4 separate regions of the Zea mays genome follow, and all the other regions are linked to region 1. A link is a contact called in public Hi-C data. All regions are on one chromosome and are shown on one strand. Each heading gives the region's core, a stretch centred on a gene start, on an enhancer-like site or on the middle of the called end of the contact. The rest is flanking DNA. Distances are from core to core; before and after follow the strand shown. Region 1 holds the start of LOC100194254 (Tetratricopeptide repeat (TPR)-like superfamily protein). Region 2 holds the start of LOC100384130. Region 3 holds the start of LOC103628686 (MFP1 attachment factor 1-like). Region 4 overlaps LOC103627275 (putative MYB DNA-binding domain superfamily protein).

Region 1 (2,845 bases), core at 314-2,813:
AGGGAGCCGCGCCAAACGGCGATGCGCAAACAAGCGCTCTTCGCGTATGGGGATTCGCAGCTCTACATGTTTAAAGATCATGTTTAAAGGATCTTTGTTCGGTTCTACCCCAATCCATATGGATTGAGTGGGTTTCAATCCTAGAGTCAAAATTTGTTCTCATCCATATCAATCCTCTTCAATTTATATGGATTGAAAAAACCGAACAAGTACTAAGGTGGGTGTGGTTATAAATCATTGTGAGTTATGACAAGAGGAGAAAAACTGGGATTCATCATTCTTCGCATGTATGATCACAACAGCATGTCTGTCTCCAATTCACTCTTGTTTTCAATCATGTATACCAATCATGTCACAATTTCCATGCACATAAACAGAAATTGGTTGAATTGGAATGCTATCTAAACAGAGATAATCACATTTCAGCATGTTGACATAACAGCCATACACATGGCTGGCTACAATGCTGAATTGCAAAAAGGCAGAGTACCTCCTACATGCGCGTGCAGGAGGTGTCGAAGTCGTCGGGCGCAACCCTGGCGATCCACTCAGCAAGGCTCCTCTTGACCTCGCCGTGGTTGACGAAGGCGAGCTCGTACATGCTGCACAGGTTGACCACCACCGTCTCGTTGAGCGCCGCCGTGGGGACCCTCTCGAGGGCACCCTCCAGCACCTTGATGGCGTCGCCGAGGTCCCGCGAGTACATGAGGCACAGCGCCTTGTTGTTGAGGGCCACGGCGTCCGCGGGGTCCGCCTCGATGCAGCGCTCGTACTCCCGCACCGCCGCCGCGTAGTCCTTGCCCACGATGCACTCCAGCGCGCGGTTGCGGGCCAGGAGGTTGGCATGCCGCGTCGGGTCCTCGGACGCGGCGGCCACGGACTCCACGTGGCGGAAGGCAGCCGAGGCCGCGCCGAGGTTGCCGATCTGGAGGTGCGCGTAGGCGAGGCGCGAGAGGAGCACCGGGTCGCCCGGGTAGCGGCCGGCGATGTCGGCGAGGAGCGCGAGTGCGACGTCGAACTCGCGGTGGGCGAGGTGGTCGGCGGCGAGGACGGACGCGACGAGCGCGTCGCGGCGGCGCCACTCGGGGTGCCCGGCGTTGGGGCGTGCGCGGACGGAGGAGAGGAGCGTGTAGAGGCGGTCGAGCGCGAGGGGGCGGTCGGGGAGGAAGAGTGGGAGGAGAGCATGGAGGAGGCGGATGAGGAAGGGTGGCGGCGGGCAGGCCGGATCCGGGTGGAGGGAAGCTAGAAGCGCAGCGGCGTCGGGGAAGCGTCGGAGCTTGGCCAGGCAGAGGGCGGAGAGAGCGGAGAGGAGGAGGCGGTGGTGCGGATGGGGCGTGTGGGCCGGATGGGAGAGGTGGGAGAAGAGCGCCTGCCACTGCCCGCGGGTGGCCAGGTCGTAGGGGATCGAGAGATCGGGGACGCCTGGAGCGGCGACGTCGGTCGCCGGCGGCGGGAAGGTTGGGGAGGAGGCAGCAGCCATGGCGTAGCGGGGATGGAGATTGCCGAGATCTGGAAGACGGAAGCGTGGTCGACCTTCGACAGGTGTAGTGGGCTGGAAATGAACTGTGTTGCAGGCACTGGGCTTCTGTGTTTGTCCGCTTATATGTTAAACTTCGGGCCTCCAATAGAATTTTGATTGCCTTTTGAAAATTTGCTGGCGAAAGCCCGATGATAATCGCTGTGCACTCTTCGGGCTTGTTTGTGATCAAAGGTAATGTAGTGGATTAAGGGGGCAAGAATCCCCTACTACTTAATTTTGAATAGTGAGGGATTATAGTCCCCTCAATCCCTTCCATTACCCTTTGCCCCAAACAAGCCCTTCGTGTCGTAAAATGTACTGTATGATTTAAATTATCAGTCAAATAGAGTTAAAAGTTTGAACAAATATAAAAATATCTAAATCTAATATTTTAAAGGTATTTTTTATTTTCTGCCTCTCACTCTCACTACTCATGGCGTAGCGAGGCAGCAGCCATGGCGTAGCGGGGATTAGACCTGAAAAAAGAATGGCCAACCGAAAATAAGAGCCCAGTACATAAGTACATAGCCTGACACGAAAAAAATGGATCGAATTGGCACGACTCGAATGATTGAACTATGTCGTGTCTCAAACTCAGGCATGAAGCACTACTCATGTCTTGAATCATTTCTTAAATTCTTACACTGAATGATGTTTCTGAGTCTTGTTCCGCACGTGGATTGAATAGAATTAGAAACATTATTATAAAAGATTTTAACTTGTTTGAGGTTTAAACTCGTCCAATCCCACCTAATCCACATGAATTAAGAGCAAATTGAATAAGCCCTAAATGTATAGAGGGGAACAGGGGTGGCTGGATCAGAATTGTTTTCTTTCCTTGAACACAAGTACAACCGCGAAGCTCTAGGAGACAAAAGGAGGAAGAGACACACAAGGCACGCTTTCTATGACTTGTCGTCACAGGGCAGGGAGACAGGCAGTCAAGTAAACGCAATAGAAACACAGGCATCCAGCAACACAGAGAAAGGAGCTTTATTCATTCGTTAGAAAGAGCACTTATGCTTCACAGGGAAGCTGGAATCAGCTTACTCATCCGTATAATCCACTGGCACAACAAAGTTGACTCTAACCAAAAGGATCCACAACTTATAGGATGACCCAAGCAAGAATCAGAGTATCTTCTTACAGAGATTGCGAAAGAAGAAAACAAAATGCCCATTTCTGCAGTTGCTTCTTTTTCTTTCAACTCAGAAAACGAGCTGATATATTGTACAACCAAGGAAAATCCAGAAGACACAAACCATCCATGTTTGGAAGTCAAAGGAAACGGATCAGCAGACAAGGAGATGCTACCCCCAAGAACTC
Region 2 (2,931 bases), core at 36-2,535, 460 kb before region 1:
CTTGTTTGCCCTCTCGCAACTGACCCACAAGCCAGCACGAATGACGAAACACGACGCGGAAAAAAAAACTCTAATAATACACTACGATTTGTTATTAGAAGAAAAAACAACTGACCCACAAGCGATGAGATTGCAGTAAAACTTAACCGGGTGTTGCTCGGTGAGGCACGGATGATTTCTCGAGTTGCTTGCACGCACAGCACTGCACGTCCGGACGGCAACGGCGAAGTGTCGTAATGGAATGGAACCGATCAGTAGAATTGAATTGTTGTGAGGTCAATAATCTAGAGATTTACAGGTCCGGGAAGTTGGGGCTGCTGAAGAACTCCAGCACGGAGAAGGTGGCCGGCGACGGCATGGTGGGCGTGGACAGCAGCAAGCTGCTGCGCGGGCTGGGGGCGAACGGCGCCTGGTCCAGCAGCCCGGCCGCGGCGGCGCGGGTGCCGGCGGAGGGGAGGAACGGGCTCAGCTCGCTCAGCCACGACAGGCAGCTCGGGTCGAACGGCATCGGCGAGAACAGCCCCGTGGAGGCCGCCGGAGGGAGCGCCGCGGGCGAGAGGATGCCGGGGCGGCCGGCGGGCGGGCCGAGGGCCGCGGAGAGGCTGTCCATGTCCGCCGAACCGGGCAGGAAGAAGCCGTCGTCGTTGGTGGCGCCGAAGTAGGGAGGAACGGCCGCCGGCGCGTGGTGCGGCGGCAGCGGGCGGACGGACCTCTCGATGGCGGCCAGCCGCGCTGCAGGGGACAGCGCGGCGGTGGGCGAGAGGAGGAACTCCCGCGGCTCGAACTCCATCGCCGCCGGGTGCGAGGGCCCCGCCGCGGCGGCGGCGGCGTCGAATTGGGCCTGCGAGGTGGAGCCCGGGCCGGTGAGGCGCTGGACCAGCGCCATGAAGTCCCCCGGCTTGGTGTGGATCACCTTGGGCGAGGCGTCGTAGATGATGACCGGCTGCCGCCCCTGCTGCTGCTGCTGCTGGTGGTACTGGTGCTGCTGCTGCTGCAGCTGCGCGGCCGGCTGCTGGTGCTGGTGCTGCTGCCGCTGCGGCGCGACGGGCGGCTTCCTGACCTTGTGCGAGTCCTTGCTGACGGCGAGCCGCGGCGGGCGCGGGCCCTGCAGCTGCCGGCTCCGCGGCGACGAGCGGTCGCCCGAGGACGCATCCATGTGCGGGGTTTGCAGCAGGCGGGCGGCAGCTGAGGGGAGCGGGAGGAGACGGCGAGCCGGAGCTAGAGGACGCAAGCCGTACGGGCTTTGTAGCTGCGGCCCGGCGGAGGAGGGGAGAGAGGCGGGTGGAATGGTTCAACGCGAGGAGGAAGAGAGCGAGGAGCCGGTCTCCATGTGTGCTGTTGACGACGGCCGACGGGTACCGAAAAGTCGACGGGCTAGGCTGGCTAGCCCAGCCCAGCCCAACCCAACCCAACCGTCTCGCTCTAAATGCTGGCCACTGCTCTATGATTGAGAGGGTCGCTCGCTTTGGAAAGGATGATTAGTTTAATTAACCTATGGATTACGGTGGTGCGTAGCTGAGCAAACCTAAAGCAGCTCGTCATTGATTTCATCCTTGACGACTTTCTTGTACTCGTCTTTGCGGCAGGCGCACCTCGGTCGGCTGAACCTGAACTGAACACGGCAGCGACCTGGATTTGGCTTGATGCACTTTTAGTGCTGCTACTAGCGCTGCCCTCATAGGTAATGAGACAAACCAAGAGAATGACATTCTCGGTGGCCATTTTATGAGAGTATTATTTTTATTAAATGACATGCTACGTAGACAAGCAGAATAATACGACATACAGTTTAACAATAAGAGACACGAGAGACTTTTATAAGGATGAAACTCGTGTACACCGTTTTCTAGACAAATATTGATATGACATTTTAAAAACAGTACGATAAAGCTGTGTATTGAGAATGGTCTAATAAGGTGTATTTTGGCTGAGTCATAATTTAAAGTATTTTTTTGTATGATAACATTATCTAAGACTCTAAATATAAATATTATAAACAATGTATTCCATGACAAACCATAAGGCCCACACCAAGGCGATCGCTCTGACCATATCTATTTCTATTGCTTGCTGATAGTTTATCCAAAATGATACCTGGCAAGGAAACATGGATGATTCTCTGTTTTCTTTAGGGCTACTGTTGGAAAGGTACAAGACGTTAAGACAATGCTGATGGTTTTTGAAAAGGGCTCTGGGCAACTGATCAACAAGGAAAATTGCTTCGTTCTTTTCTAGAATAATGCATACTTTGAGATGAAAGGTATGCTCAAGGAAATTCTAATTTCTACCAACTACTGAAGGCAGCTTTCGTACAACGATATCTTCAACTCTCGTTACAAGACGGAACAATCAAAAGAGAAGCCTTCCAATCAAATGAGTACCAAGCGACATGGCGTGACTGGGTCACGCCAGGGCTGGTGGCCTTCCAACAAGATTGCTAGCACAACAACATTAATCGTGCCACATATGGTGGCGTGACCATATTGCCGAGTTGCACCATGGCTTTTGATGTGACCAAGGTCTTGTTTGGTTATTTTACACCATATAAATTGGAGAAAATTGGGAAAAAAGAATGGCGTTGAGCATCATATTTGACACTTGGGCACGACTGGACGGTCTGACCATGTGGATCGGATGATCCACGAAACTCATGATCAGATTAACTCGAGCGATCATATTTATCCCGCACATTCTTATCCATCTAATCACATGAGATCTGTTGGATCTCGCCTAGGAATAGTTCCAAACCTTCTTTTCTACAAATATAAAGGGGTACGACCGATTGAAAACCCTGAATACATTTCAATTGAATAAATCTATTTACTTTCTTTATCATTTATGCCCTAGGAGTAGATACAACCTAGTCTTAGTTGCCACAACCATCTCTCTTCGACTCTCCGCCGATCAGGGACACCCGGGGTGGCCTGTCGA
Region 3 (2,863 bases), core at 336-2,835, 310 kb before region 1:
ATCCACTTGAAGTAGAAGGAAAGATTTCTTTTGAACCTCTCAACTTTGAGGATAGTTCAAATTTCATATGGATTTTTAACCTTCCTCGACTGTTAAGACATTTGTTTATGCACTCTAGACGACTATAAACAACAGTTTTATCTGACGTAACAGAGGTAACAACATATCAAAGTGAGTAAATTAGACTTTTAATAGTTTAAGAATGTACATTGGTCAACAACACTTTTTCATAATTAAAAAGACCTAAAAATCTTATTCAATATTAAAAATTCATAGATACTTTAGCTCAAAAATTATGAAACTAATTTTACAGATTTTAAAATAATATTCTATCTCATGGTGTCTAAACTGAAACTATTGAGTTTTCTATGAACTTATTTTGCTTTTTATTTGATACTAGATGCTCTTGAATCCATTATAATTGGTCAACATTAAGTACTCAGACCATGAAAAGTTCCGGTGACTTTGACAACAACACAAATGTCATGTAATGATGAACCACATCATATTGTGATTCTAAATTAAACTAGAAGAATATGTAGGTTTTCATGAAACTATTCCGTTGTTGTACCCGTTTGGTTGAAATTCCATTTTTTGACAACGAATCAAGTTCAGAAAGCCGAATCAAAGACACTCTTAGCCTTCTACATAGTTTTATACAGTGTGTTGCAAAAATTGATTTTTTAATAAAGGTTCGATAAATGAGGGATGATAAAAGTCACATCGAAGATTGTGGTTTCTTGGTACAATATCTGGGCACATAAACATTACTGATGGTTTTTATGTAATATAATTCTTTATTTGACACTAGCAAAGTTTCTAATTCATTTTTCCCTATAAAAATAAATCTTCTGTATTTTGACATTAGGGGTAAATTTGGTTCCCTATATAACACTGTCGTTAGCTCTCACTTCTAATTGTGTTAACTTTTATGTGAAAAATGAATTTATCCCTATTAAGGGCTAGTTTGGCAACCCCATTTTTCTATGGGATTTCCAATTTTCTAAGGGAAGATGAACTAATTTCCCTTAGGAAAATGGAAAACCCTTGGGAAACTATGGTTCCCAAACTAGCCCTAAATAGTTATTTTTGTATAAGTACCTATAATAATTATTACACATATTTATACATAAGTAAATAAAATATTGTGGAATTTTTTTATTGCAAATAATCATATATATATAATTATTTAGATAATTATTTAATAGGAGTAAAATCGTCTTGTTAACTGTTAGAGGTTAGAACTAACGGTAATACCAAATATATGTAATGTCAAATTGTAAAGACATATTTTAAAGGCTAAGAAATTAATCAGAAATTTTACTCTGTATCAAATAGTGAATTATCTTTTTTTAGGTAGGGAGTGTTCTTGTCACCCTCGCCTCAATGTTGTCAGAGATGGGGAGGAAAGTCGAGTTGTTAAAGAAACCGTCGAGATCCATCAAACAACTTTGATATAACAATTCTGTGACATCAGGCATTGCAGTGCTCACAGCGAGGTTCGATGTATCCCATCCCATCAGCATCGACGTCGCCACCCGCAGGCCGCACCCGCACGTCGCCGAGAAGCGGTCCCCATCAGGCATCAGCCGGGCTCCCTGCCTGGCTGCCTTCTCTCTCTCAACACTCTGCTCACCTCCTGCCCCGGCCGGAATAAGTGTTGTGGACGTGCGTGCCGCGCACACTCCCCGCCGCCCCCAGCGACGCCAAATGCTCTGCACCGAATCCCAATCATCGTCCTCCCTGCGCCGCAACTTGGCAACTTGTGCTTCGTCACGGTAAATATTTTACGCTTTTATTCGCAGCGTGTCACTCCTTTCTATCAGCGACCGGTCATCAGTCATCACCTTCCCCCTGACTCGTGCGTCTGTTTCTCCTGCCTGGGTCTGGGGTTGTCCAGTTGCCATTGCCACCACCAACCGAGCCTAGAGGGAAAGAAATCTTGGAAAGGTGTGGTGTGACCCCTGCTGCTGCTGGTGCCAGATTTGCTCGCGTTCGAGGCCTCCTTTTGTTTCCGCTAGATTCTGCCAAGATCAGCGATTCCCTCCGCCAGCAGAATCGCTCGCTCTCTTTCCATCGAGCGTGCATTCTTTTCTGCTGCTGAGTCGGGCAGGATCGGCGTAACCCCTCCAAACCCCAGACCTTTGTCCAGCAGCCTCGCGCCCTCGCCGCGTTGGTATGGTTTTTCCTTGCCCCCCGTCCTAGTTGCTCTGTTCGCTTGATTTCCTGGTCGAGGTTCTCGTGCGCTGTTCCAATTTCGAGCTAATCGTCCTGCTCCTGCCTAGCATTAATCCCCTTCTGTTCTTGGAGTTCACACACATCCCGTGCGCGCGGATTGCTGGTGCAGCAGTCGGCGGCGCCGCGTGCATTTTGCAACCGCTTTCCAAGCACCAGCTGCAAGCTTTGGCCTTTTGCCCTTTTCCTCCTCCCGTCCCCGAAATCCCGCAAGAAACTCGTCCCTTCTCACGAGTCACGAGTTTGGTGAGGCTTTGAAGCGAGCACAGTTCTCGTGAATATCGCAGTGGGGGTTGGAATCCGGCATCTCTGTCGGTCAGGCTGGGGTGGGAGTTTCCTCGTCGGAGATGGATGGGAATTTGCCGCCGCGCACCCTGATGCCAGGCGGAGGTCCAGGCCACTTCGATCTGGGGCAGCCGTTCCACTTCGCCGCCCAGCCCCAGGCGGTCCGGGTTCACCAGGGCGTCTTCGCCGTCCCCGCCGCGAACCAGATGCCGGAGCTCGGCAATGTGGTGAAGGCATCGCTGAGCGACGAGGAGGAGGAGGACGACGACGGCCACCTCGACCACGGCAAGGCGGCGGCCGCCTCCCAGTGGCACCGGGTCAAGTGGACCAGCGGCATGGTCAA
Region 4 (3,243 bases), core at 4-2,503, 430 kb after region 1:
AAAATTGCACTATCCAGCGACAACTAAAACGAAACGGAGGGAGTAGATTTTTGTAGGTCTTCAATAAAAACCATGAAACTTAATATTTCGCTTATCAATATTATAAAATTATAGTATATTTTACGAGTAATCTCTCTCTTATTTACCATACGAGAAAAGTTATCAGATTGTACTTTAATTTTATCATGGATGTCCTAGTGCCCTGCTCTCTCCTCCGTGTATATAATGTATAATCGTCTCTGGTTCAAAAACAAATAAATATATTTAATTTTTATTATACTATCGCATTTGTACGTATATATAGAAAAACTGCGTCTTATAATAAGACTATAATAAAAAAACTGTTACACCTTATATACTAGGACACTTATATACTAGGAGAGAATGAGTATTTGCTAGCGAATAATACAACTAAGGGATAGTTTGGGAACTACATTTTTCTATATGATTTCTATTTTCCCATGAAAAAATGAAATAATTTTCCTTAGAAAAATAAAAACCTCTTGGAAAAATTTGGTTCCCAAACTAGCCCTAAAAGTTAAAAAAAACCAAACAAGATTTTGTGGGAAGGTAACTTTTTTCTTTTGCAAATGGTAGGTATGCGACTTTGGTTTTGCTCCTTTCGCCGGAAAGGCAGGGGCAGCAATAACACCATCACTCCATCAGCGAGCGAGCGACCGAGGGCGTGTTTGCCGCCATGGCCCAACAGCCTGGCTGCGTTTCCGGGCTACAGCTTCTGTGTTTGCGTCGTCTGGCTTGCTCGGGAGCCAGGCTGTGCGCGTGCAAATTGAACCTCTCAGCCTGGCTCCACAAAAACGAGCTCAAGGTCCGTTTCCTGGGAGCCTGGCTGCTCGTGGCGCAAGGATTCTGCATTTAGGTAGTTTTGGTCTTCTAGCCTGGCTACATATTGGATGACAAACACCAACTCATCTTAGCCAGGCTCATATGGTACAAGTGCACAAATAAAGTGAGTTGCAGTAACTGGGACAGGCTAGCCTCAACCTTAACCAATTAAACGGGCCGAGCTGGCCAGTGGACAGGGTCACAAACACGCCCCGAGTGACCGAGACCGAGACGAGAAAATGCAGGCCACAACGGCGCACAGACGTCTAGGATGGATAGACGATAGAGGCCGGGCCGCCGGCGGGCCGAAGTCCAATTCCCTACCGAAACGAGGGGACGTTTCGTGATAGTGCGACGAGCCGACGATAAAGCGGTGGCAGCACAATGTGGGGGTCACGTGGCTCGAAGGAACACGTGGGGAGGAGCGCGTCTCGAGGGCGGCCTACGACAGTACGACTGGTACGAGTACGATGTTTGCACTGCAGCTGCACGGCTGCTCTGACTTCTCCAGGCCGCTTGGATACCGACGGATGCTCAGTGCTGTTCGGCTGACATTCACAACCATGAAATATCTCTCCAAGGCAAATAAAGTTGCTGAATATTGGCATTTGCTCCTACAGTAACATTACGATCGGTGTGTTTGGTTGATATATAAAAAGGAACAAAAGAAGACGGCTACATTTTTATAGTCTACATTTTTATAGTGTTTGGATAAAAGTAACGCGGAGACGAGGTGAACACTGTAGCAACTTTTGATGACGACATGGTCTAAAAAATCGAGAGGACGATGTCACCTCCGCCTATCCTACTTTTGACCTCAACCCAAACACAAGATTATATTTTCCAATGGCGGAGTGAATTTGACGCCATGAACGCAAATGTGACATCTCCAGATCTCCTTCAAGTCAGTTCGTATTCAAGCAGACAGGAGAACATTTGGGCAATCAGGGTCCCCCATGTGTCAGCAGTGGCAAGCATGAAAGCTATTCCTGACAAAGTGACAACCCCCCCTCTCCCTCCCAAAAGAAAAAGATAGGAGCGAAAACCCCTCAACTGTGTGTGTTAATTCGGTGGGTGACCGAAATGTCAACTGCTCCAGTACACGTGTGTAGACGAGGGTCCAGAATTGTGTTACAGCCACCGTGTGCGACAGCTGTACCAAACCAAGTCCCGTCCACTGACCTGACTGATTCGATGCGCCCTCATCCATCAGCCTGCCACACCCAGACGCTGCCAAACTAGCAGGCAGTCAAATCATCTCATGCACTAACAGTAACAGTTAACAGGTGAGAAAACAAAAATCTCGCGCCACAACAAGCTTTCTGAACCATCCAACACGACGATGGAACGGCTTCACGTGCCGTGTGACCACCGTTTCAGCAGGCAGCAGGCTTCAGCAGCACACTGGCATATCGACGTGCCACCGTCTCAACAGGCCTCAGCAGCATAGTACCGAAGCCTTTCAACGTAAATATGGAGAGGCTACAACCTGGTTTCAGGTCAGCTTTTCTCATGGTCAGCCAATGGCTCCAACAAAGCAAGGAGACAGCTGCAGATGCAGGAACCTGCCCAGACAGACAGGCACAAAGATGGCGGCACCATCGCCTCGGGCGCAAGTAGACACACACACACAAGCATCACACTTCACAAGGGAACTAGACGAGAACGTCTTTCAAGTTACGTTAGCGATGCCCAGCAGGAATACCAGACAAAAATCACCCAAATGCAAGGTGAAAAGAATGACACGCAAAACGACTAATATTCACATTCCAAGGTACAATCGACGCGCAAAAGTCCTACGGGTATTACTACAAAATTTACCGTGTTATTCAGGGTCCTGTCTATTGCCTGGCTGCTGCTGCTGGCAGATTCCCCTTCTTAGCAACACTCTTCACGGCCCTGATAGCACCGTTCACCGCCACACTATCCGGCTTGGGCTGGCAGCTGCTGGACGGTGGGCTTGCTTTGTTAGCATCTTTCGCGGGCGTGCTAGCCTGGCTGCTGGCTGGTACTCCAGAACTGACAAACGTGGCAATGCTATTCGTCATTTGGCAGCCTTTCGCGTCTATGGCATGCTTCGGGGGAGGAGCTTGGCAACCAGCGGGGACAAGGGCGGCTGCCCTCCTTGTTAGTGTTCTTCTAATTGGGGCGTTGGCATTGACTGTGTCAACTATGCCGCGTGGGGTCCCTGCTGCCAAATGTGAGATAGGGATTGTAGCCTTCTTTCCGGTTGATGCCACTCCAGCAGCTACAGGCTTACCTCTCCCAGCCGCAGTTACAGGGTTAGCTTTCCCGTCCACAGGAGTCAGTTTCAGTGGGTTCTTCTGGCTGCCAACAAGACCTTGGGCTTGGGAAGCACTGTTGGTACACTTGCTTTTATTCAGATCATCCGTGTTTAAG

What was found. A called contact is a pair of places that touch in the nucleus more often than the background predicts.
Region 2: a contact with region 1 is called in a Hi-C map of leaf mesophyll, with 2.6 times the contacts expected there. The contact joins the promoter of LOC100384130 here to the promoter of LOC100194254 in region 1. A contact is called at or near these places in 4 of 25 Hi-C or Micro-C datasets (bundle sheath, leaf, leaf mesophyll and 1 more).
Region 3: a Hi-C map of endosperm shows a contact between it and region 1, with 2.5 times the contacts expected there. The contact joins the promoter of LOC103628686 here to the promoter of LOC100194254 in region 1. A contact is called at or near these places in 4 of 25 Hi-C or Micro-C datasets (ear, endosperm, leaf and 1 more).
Region 4: a Hi-C map of tassel shows a contact between it and region 1, with 2.8 times the contacts expected there. The contact joins the enhancer-like site here to the promoter of LOC100194254 in region 1. A contact is called at or near these places in 2 of 25 Hi-C or Micro-C datasets (ear and tassel).

Annotation. Positions count from the first base shown.
Region 1 is chr5:174,654,861-174,657,705 of Zm-B73-REFERENCE-NAM-5.0, forward strand. LOC100194254 (Tetratricopeptide repeat (TPR)-like superfamily protein) reads right to left here and starts at 1,564. Exons shown (of 1, transcript NM_001139295.2): 1 at 310-1,564. The coding sequence starts at 1,480. The coding sequence ends at 494. It overlaps LOC100382511 (Alkaline/neutral invertase CINV2), which reads right to left. Exons shown (of 4, transcript NM_001175248.1): 4 at 2,490-2,845.
Region 2 is chr5:174,192,769-174,195,699 of Zm-B73-REFERENCE-NAM-5.0, forward strand. It overlaps LOC100384130, which reads right to left and starts at 1,286. Exons shown (of 1, transcript NM_001176712.2): 1 at 1-1,286. The coding sequence starts at 1,156. The coding sequence ends at 293.
Region 3 is chr5:174,349,048-174,351,910 of Zm-B73-REFERENCE-NAM-5.0, forward strand. LOC103628686 (MFP1 attachment factor 1-like) reads right to left here and starts at 1,586. Exons shown (of 3, transcript XM_008648847.1): 1 at 1,462-1,586. The coding sequence starts at 1,586. It overlaps LOC103627263, which reads left to right and starts at 1,476. Exons shown (of 2, transcript XM_008647550.4): 1 at 1,476-1,778; 2 at 1,901-2,863. The coding sequence starts at 2,583.
Region 4 is chr5:175,084,433-175,087,675 of Zm-B73-REFERENCE-NAM-5.0, forward strand. It overlaps LOC103627275 (putative MYB DNA-binding domain superfamily protein), which reads right to left. Exons shown (of 6, transcript XM_008647564.3): 6 at 2,461-3,243. The coding sequence ends at 2,685. Among protein-coding and RNA genes, the nearest start is that of LOC103627275, 8.4 kb to the right of the region's middle. Within about 2 kb of position 1,254, at least 18 of the 20 cell types and tissues checked have an H3K27ac peak or open chromatin away from gene starts, as enhancers often do. A contact at or near this core is called in ear and tassel, where this site is marked.